Regions from separate parts of the Mus musculus genome. Here region 2 is linked to region 1. Evidence: chromatin contacts called from public Hi-C data. All regions are on one chromosome and are shown on one strand. Each heading gives the region's core, a stretch centred on a gene start, on an enhancer-like site or on the middle of the called end of the contact. The rest is flanking DNA. Distances are from core to core; before and after follow the strand shown. Region 1 has its middle 15 kb from the start of Gm11412. Region 2 overlaps Gm46886 (a long non-coding RNA gene).

Region 1 (4,320 bases), core at 342-2,841:
CAACTCTGTTCTGGGCTTTATAGGCTTCTATATTCTATGATATGGATTGAATTATGGGTAGTAGCCCATGGACAGGATATCCTATCCATGTGATTTGGGAAAGACAGAATGATAGTCAATCATCCACAATTACTGCTGATGAAGCAAACCTAGCTCCAAGGGGCTACTATACATAATTCAATCCATATCAAATAATGCTAAAAATTCTTGTGATAAATTAAACTCTTTGTAGTTCACACAGAACATCTGGCTGGGAGGCCAGCGTTGCCATTTCTGTGTCTTCTCAAATAGTACAAAAAAACCCAAACTTTCTATTTCTCCCACTGCATTGGTATCTATAAAAAAGCTCCAAGTGCATTTTCACCCAACAGATCATCCATATCACCCTTTTCTCAGGCTCTGAGCTTCTCCGGGTAGGGGCAGGAAGCCTATTGCAGTCAGGTTTTGTCCTATCTTAGTGAGACAGGGCTTTAGCATTCTGCAGCATGGGAGGTGGCCACTGATGTCCACGCCAGGAGCGGTAGAGCCAGGGCAACAGGCAGCAGATGGCTCAGGGCTTTATCCTGGAGTTTTAATGTGCGGGTGGCACGCCTTCCTTCCTGCCCTCTGTTGGTCCCTGATTCTGAACCACTAGTCCTTTTCCAGTTTGCTCACCCATTGTCTTTTCCCTGCTGTCATTTGTGCCGGGGCTTGGGGAATAATGTTGCTGGCACACAGAGCTTTTGAGAGAAATGTAAATTGCGAGCAACACTGTGTCCTTCTGTTTTCTCATCAGAAAGCAGCATCTAGGTGTTGAGTGTGCTGAGCTGGCTGGCCACAGTGCCCGGCAAAGATGTGCCCAGAGTTCAGGAGCAGCCCCCTGTTCCCAGGCCCTGGTTCTGTAGAAGTGGGAGTTTCTGAAGAGGGGGCACTCTGAGAGGGAGGGGAGGAAGGGGTACTTTCCAAAGCAGACGCTCCTGGCTTTGCAAGGAAAGCTGCTCTCAGAGGACTTCAGCAGGCTCACAGACAATCCACAGCTTTGGAAAGTGACAAACAAAACAGTCTCTTAGTCCTGTGCATAAATGTAAGAGGCTTGTCTTAAGTGTGTGTGCAGGACTCCAGCGGACTGAAAATGTTACCGGAGTCAAAGTGAACCATTGTTTCGGTTATAATGAAGGCAAGCAATTTTTTAACAACAGAAGTTCTGTTCTGAAACCCCCCTCTCGTCCCCCCGCACTCAGTTCCTCTGCCCCTGCACCTGCTTCATTTTTGGCTTCTTGGCACTGATGTTGCCAGAGACATCAGCTGGCAGTGGCAAACCGCTGAAAGCTCCCCTGCCATGCAGCTCTGCAAATGCCAGCCATTACCCACTGGTGCATGCCCGCTTAGAAAGACCCCCTTCTCCCTCCAGCCCCACTTTCGTCTGCCCCCCAGTTTTACTTCCACATCAGAGTCAATGAGGCCGACTAAGCAGTGGTCGGGCCCTCTAATAGATGCACCCCTTGATTGTGGGTGCATCCATTTTACTCCATCTCTTTGCTGGGATCATTATATTTTGATCCAGGATGTGCGGAACATGTAAAGGATGGGACTGTTTCTTCTGTTCAGTAAAGAGTGGTTGGCCCACAGCGCCCTTCTCAGGCCTTGGCAGATGGTGGGGTGCTTTCTTGAAGTCTCTTCGACTTGAAACAGCCTTTTTGTTTTTGTTGCTTACTGAGAGGCCGTTGCCCCAAATTCACTGAATAAAGACATACACTTTTCAGTTTAAAGCTAAGCCCCCAAGAGATAAATACTGACTGAGAGTCGGAGGCTGACGGACAAGCTGGAAAGGCAAAGGAGCTGCTGGAAGTTAAGTATTCAGCACAAGGCTTTGCAGTTTAAAAAAAAAAAAAAAAAAAAAAAAAAAAAAAAAAAACCAAACCCGGTGGCTTTAAGTTCCCACTCACCACAGCGGTTCAGGCTGTGTACTGAGAAAGTGTGAGAAATCTGTGAGAAATTCCACATATATTTATTTTTCTTGGAAATTAGAGAATATCTTCACAGTGTACACTCTGAAGGGCTTTTGTTTTGTTTTGTTGTGTTTTTAATGATCTAAACCATCTGGGGAGTTGATAAAGAATGTGATTTTCACAAGCTGAGCTTGCAGAGCCTATTGCTAAATCCCAAACCTTTATCCAGTCTACAGATAAAACCAGGGTGGGAGAGCTTCCCTTCCAGATCCAAATACTAAGATCCCACGGGTGCCAAACGCTTTAGTATCTGGGTGGCAAGAAAAATAGACAGCTGACTAAGGGAGCCTGGCTTGAGACTAGAAATTGTTACTATTTTTTTTTCCTCGTTGCTGTTGTTTTAGATTTGTGAAAGTCACAACTTTCCAGAAAGTCTGTCTGGAACACAAGACACTATCATGTTTGTCTAACGTTTTCCTGTTTTGTTTTGTTTTTGTTTTTTTTTAAATCCAGTGACAAAAAAACCCATGAAAATATATTTTAGCTAATGTTTAAAAGATATCTTCCAAATTCTGGAACCTCAAAGTTTTCTTACAAGGAAGCATTACAGAGTCCTAGAGGTGTAGAGACCAGATTACAATAAGTTTCTTTTTAAAAAAAATTATTTGTTTGTATATGGTGTGTGTGTTTGTGTGTGTGTGTGTGAGAGAGAGAGAGAGAGACAGACAGACAGAGAGAGACAGAGAGACAGAGAGACAGAGACAGAGACAGAGACAGAGAGACAGAGAGAGATATGGGGTGGGTGACAATGTGCAGGAGTTGATTCTCATATTTCACCAAATGAATTTCTGGTTTGAACTCAGATCTTAGGAATCGGTGGCCAGTGTCTTTATGTAGAGATCCATGTCTCTGGCCTTCTTTGGAATTTTTGACAGATCTCAATATGCTGCTTTGGATTTGTGCCTCAGCAGTCTCTCATCGGGTGACTAAGGCAGGGAAATCAGGGAATGCCATTTAACTGACCGCACACTCACTATCTACTTGAAACTTGAAATTCTCTCTCTCTCTCTCTCTCTCTCTCTCTCTCTCTCTCTCTCTCTCTCTCTCTCTCTCTCTCTCCATTAAATCCTTCATTTCCTCTGAGTTCAATCTCTTCTTTTGTTTTTGTCTCTTAACAACAAATATCCTTTTGAATGCAAACATATATTACTGTAAGTTTAAATTCAACTGTGACACAAAAAACCAAATAACCAAGAAGCCAAGGAGTATTTACAGGGCTTGGACATGAACTACTAGTCTCAAGGCAGTCTTTATGGCAATCTGTGAATCAGTAGTTATCTGCTGGCTATCACTTGCTACTTAAGCTTTATTCAGACTTAGGCAAATGGCATCACACTAGACATTTGTATTTCTGGTTGAGATGATTTCATGGTTAACAATTTGCCTCAATGTATTACCCTTCTATTCAAATGTCTGGAAGACAAATCGTTTGAAGAAATTCAGGAGGCTAGAGCTAAGGGTGACTGTTAAAATACATTTGCTAGAAGTAATCATAGAATAAAGACATTTCATCAGTAGAGAGGAGTAAGCCACAGTACTTATTTCCCAGGCAGTTTCTATCACCAACCTGGAGAACTATATGACCCTCACACGTCTTAACAGTTCTGTGATGTGCTTGCAGTCATAACAAATGCATTATGGCACATGGACTAGCCACGTGAGCGCCAAATATAAGCCCTGCTTCCAAAACCAAGTTAAACTGCCTCTCTGAAGCTAACCTTCTTCATATACAAAATAAGAATGATGAATTATCCCTCGCCAATTCTGACTTATTATATGAAAAAATTCAATAATCTTGTTGCACATTAGAATCACTATACAGGTATTGGTAGAATGCATTATGAATCACCTGGGACAATACCATTATTGGTCGTAATAATTATTATTAGGCCAGAGAGATGGCTCAGTGGTTAAGAGCATGCACTGATCTTCCAGAGGACCTGAGTTTGGTTCCCAGCACTTATGGCAGGCTGCTCACAACCACCTAACAGCTTAGCTCCACGGAATCTGATACGCCTTTCTTTCCTCTATGGCAACCTGCACACAAACACACCACATACACGTAAATAATAAAATATAATTTAAAAAAGATCTTTCTGAGTCTTTCTGTGAGAGAGACTTTTGTTGCCAAATCACAGTTCTTGCCTTCAATGATGACCCTTTAACTACAGCTTGCTTCCCATCTCCATATGTAAACATGGGATGGTACCTTGACCTCCGAGTAACAATCTAGCTCGTGTACAAGGCTTCCAGTGGCCTTCCAGGGGAAGAAATTGAGCAAGAAATTATTCTCTAGAAATGTCTGGGAGTGCCTGCACTTTGGACAGAGGGA
Region 2 (4,129 bases), core at 636-3,135, 210 kb after region 1:
AATGCAAGTGTATGCATTATTTCCACCATCTTCGTAGCAAAACTAAGTTCTACTGCCTATATTCACACACAGAAAAACAGAACTTCACTTTATGACTTCCGTGGTGCCTAATGCTGCTTGTCTCCCTAACAGGATCTAGAAATTGCCTAAGTAACAAGATCTAGAGTCATCTAGGAGACAAATCAGAAGGTGTGTCTGGGAGAGAGCTTACAGATTAGCTTACCCTGATGGGAAGACTCACCTGATATTTGAAGGACACCATTGTATCATCCCATCCTGAATAATAAAAGAATAAAAGCGTAACCCCAGCATTCGTCTGCTTCTCCTTCTGACTACAGAAGCAATGAGACCAGCTACCTCCATCTCCTGTCGCCATGATGAATCACCATTCAAATGCCACTCAAAGTAAACCCCTCCTTCCTTGAGCCGTTTTTGTCCTGTATTTTCTGAGCAATGAATAAAGTCACTTGTCACATGATAACCTACATGAGCATCTTCTGAAATAGCCTAGGACTTTATCTTCACCCACCCTCTGATATATCAAGCTATCTGAAAATAGCGTTTCTGAATGACTTAGATTGAGTACCTCTTGCCTTTAGAGATTCAACCCACAAGTTTCGTACTCTTTCCTTTTGTTTTAACATTGTTTCTGAATTTCATTCCTTCAATTTCAAACTAATGGGGGGGGGGGTAAATTATATACATTTATGCTATATATAACATATATAATATATATTGTTTGAATAAAATGAGTATTTTCCACCATTGCTATACCAAAAGGAAGCACTGTTTTGTCATAACTTATAGCTATTGAATTTTTGAAGATTATGCTCAGATTTTATTCTTTGTCATCTTTGCCGCTTCTAGCACCAGAATTCAGGGTACAGACACAGAGTGTGTGTATTCTCCTTAGTGTGTATTCTCAGTACTCTTTCTTCAGCCCCAATGTTCAATATGTTATAAAGAGCTTTGATCACAAATGTTTGCAGACTAAGAGATAAAATTCTGGGGTAGGAGAAAAGAGGGGTCGTATCTTGGGTTTCTCGATAACTGTATGTTTAGGGGCAGCTTATAAAAGTTGCCTGGTTTTGTTTTGTTTTGACTAGAGATGGAGAATACCTACCTGTAAATTCTCAAGGCCAGTGGGTAAAAGCAAGCATTTGCATGAAGTGGTGAATCTGGTAACTGGCATATAGCAAGTATTGTAAAATTAGAAGTTTTCTTAATGATTTGGTTAATAATTCTAAACATTTGGAGAAGAGAAACAATTCACTATATTTTCTAACTTCAATTTTTTGTAAGCTAGCAGTCTAACAATAATAGCTTTGTGTCTTTACTATAAGATTCTTGTTTGTATTTGTAATTGTCTCACAAATATAGTTTTCTGTTCATTTACTTGTTTTGTATTTTTAAGACAGGTACTTGCTATGTATTCCTTGATGTATGAGAAGTCACGATCCTTTTAATTCATTCTCCAGAGTGCTGGGAATTCTTGTATTCAGCATGACAACCAGCCTAATGAGAATGATTTTCAAGTCCCTTCTTACCTTCATTCTTTGAATTGAGCCAGCATCCATATTGTATTTTCAAAGGAATGGCACTTACTGCTTGACACTACTGCTGGACTCTAAAATAAGAGCCAACCAGAATTTAGGACTGAGTGAGCAAAGGGCTCTGCAAAGCTCCAACTGGTTTGTGTAGCAAAGAGCAGGCAGGCAGGACTCCTTCTCCTTCACCTCACACAAGGGAAGGATTGATCCTTCTCTTCCTCTTCATCCCCCACATCCTAAACAGATTTCCTGAAAGACCTTCTGGTTACGTTCTCATCCCCTTGGCAAGGCAACTTGTACGCTGAGCCAGTCAGCTGTCTCATTGAGATTCACTGCCAGGTGGACAGCTTTGATGGCAAGGAGGTGGCGTTCCGCCCAGTTAAGCAGCTTTCAAGCCTCAAGCCATAAAGATGAGCTCCTGGCCCTTCTTCCTCCAGGAGGATGCTGCAGACATATTGCCTGCCCTTGGAAGTACGGCTTTCCTGTGGTGCAAATTATTGAGCTGTGCAGAACACCTTACTTATTGCTCTCTCCTCAGAGCACTGGAGACACAGACCTTGTCCAGTTTCTTGTGTCAGCTTTTCTTTGCTAGTGCTGTTCAAGTAATTAGCTAGAGTTGGAAGCAAGAATTAAGTTGGAGGAATTTAATCTCAGTTGATGCTGCTCTTTATATCCACCAGGAAAAAAAAAAGAGTGCTATAAAACATGAAGGAAGTGAAGGAGCTCATGTTTCTGAGTATTTCTTTTATAATGGGCCTTGCATTTTCAACCAAACACACCAACAGCTGTCCTGTGGTGAGGAAACATGTTATGTGCTCTTGCCCATTTTATAGACAGGAATACTAAGAACAACAAAAAAGATTTAAAGAAGACATTTAAAAACCAACAGAATTTTACATTTTTTTAAACCACATATGTAATATATGCTAATTTTAAATGGAAAATAGTTAAAAAGAAGTAAGATAGTCCATTAAATTAAGAATTAGAAAGAAGCACACTGGAGGAGTCCTGAGTTGCTGGCTCATGTGCAAGGAACAGAAAGGTGAGAATTTTCCCCCAGAAACCTTGTTTGGAAGTGGTCTCTTGTGTTTGCACCAACTCACTCCTTCTCGGAGGAGATAGAGAGAGATACAACCTCGCTCTATGCAAGGGATGACCATTTTCCTGAAACCTTAGGCCTCAAAAGAATGTGTAAGAGTTTTCCAGCAATCCATAACCATTTGGAAAATTCAAAGGCAGAAATGAGCCATCCATGGTTGTCTAGCAAGAGAAACAGGAAAGACTTCTTGCTCATGGGAGCCATCAGCCAACCTAGCGATGCCCAGATGAGGGCTGCAAGAATATTTCCTGTAAGGACACTGAGGGAAGGAAGTTGAGACCATTTGATTTCTCCCTAACAAGGCATTTCTTATGGGAGTGTGGGGCCTCTGGACAAGCTATGTGGAGGACCACAGGAAAACCTATGAGGCAGCATCTGGAGCAAAGAGAACTGTCATAGGTAGCTATTGTGTTTCGACCTTGGCAACTAAACACCAGAGTGAGACAGAAAGGCACGGAGCTTGGGGAATGTGCTCAAAGTGAACTACATGTACTTGTATGAAAATTACTGAATGCCATGAAAACACCAGCCAAAGTTTTCTGAATGAATCGATAAAAGCAAATACATTTCCCTCAACATTAGTGAACTTGTGAGGGCTCCTTAAGACACTGTCAGTCAAGTTTGGACCCTTTTGTCAGTCTCCACCCTGCTTGTCCTCTGTGACTTTCTTTCTATATTCACAGGACACAAAGCATAGAGAGGATGTCAACATTGTGGAGAACAAGCTCTGCTCCCCCCAGGATGGCTTAGATGTTTGGAGCTGTCTAGGTGAATGACCAATGAGAAATCCATATTCTTCAGTTAAGATCAAACTGTTGGTTGATATATTATTTGAGCCTTTTAAATAAGCACTGATATTGCAGCCTTTAAGACCATGGCAGTGAATACAATTCCATAATATTCCAGGCACAATGGCAAGATCCAAACAAAGAGTAAAGGGATGATAGAAGAAACACAAAAGCCAATCAGGTAATTCTATCACTTTTGCTGTTGTACTCAAAAAGTTGGACAATGTGCCAACGAGTAGACATAGTCAGGCTCCCATTAAATTCACTTCAAATAAAGGTAGTGGACTAACTTGGATCGTGGGCTGGAGTTCTACAACTCCTATGTTGCTTCATTGTTTTCGGTGGCTGCATAGAGTTCCATTCTGCAATTTCAACCAACTTTGTTTAATTATCTTACCACTGCCATATACTTGAATTGCTTCTGAGCTCTGCTAGGAAAAGAGATACTCAGTGCACACATCTCATGCACAAATCTGCACGCCCATCTCAGTTATTTAAAGTATGTGTCTGAAGTGCAGTTCGTGCACACAAGCCTCAGGAGGATGTTGTCAAATGTCTGACAAGAAAAGTTGAACCGGTTTCCATACTTGGCCATGAGATCGCAGGCTCTCCCATTCCTTCAGCAATGATGGCAATGGGAAACAGTTTACGTGTACCTTAAAATTTTTAAAGGAAAAAAAAATAGAAGTGAA

Evidence for each region. Hi-C and Micro-C count contacts between places; a contact is called where the count stands out from the background.
Region 2: a contact with region 1 is called in a Hi-C map of cerebellar granule neurons, with 2.4 times the contacts expected there. The contact joins two enhancer-like sites. A contact is called at or near these places in 5 of 484 Hi-C or Micro-C datasets (the HL-1 cell line, cerebellar granule neurons, cerebellum and 1 more).

What each region holds. Positions count from the first base shown.
Region 1 is chr4:81,726,315-81,730,634 of GRCm38.p6, forward strand. No RefSeq gene overlaps it. Among named protein-coding and RNA genes, the nearest start is that of Gm11412, 15 kb to the right of the region's middle. Within about 2 kb of position 1,592, at least 59 of the 459 cell types and tissues checked have an H3K27ac peak or open chromatin away from gene starts, as enhancers often do. A contact at or near this core is called in cerebellar granule neurons and cerebellum, where this site is marked.
Region 2 is chr4:81,935,671-81,939,799 of GRCm38.p6, forward strand. It overlaps Gm46886 (a long non-coding RNA gene), which reads left to right. Exons shown (of 2, transcript XR_001784536.1): 2 at 133-478. Among named protein-coding and RNA genes, the nearest start is that of Gm46886, 3.6 kb to the left of the region's middle. Within about 2 kb of position 1,886, at least 9 of the 459 cell types and tissues checked have an H3K27ac peak or open chromatin away from gene starts, as enhancers often do. A contact at or near this core is called in cerebellar granule neurons and cerebellum, where this site is marked.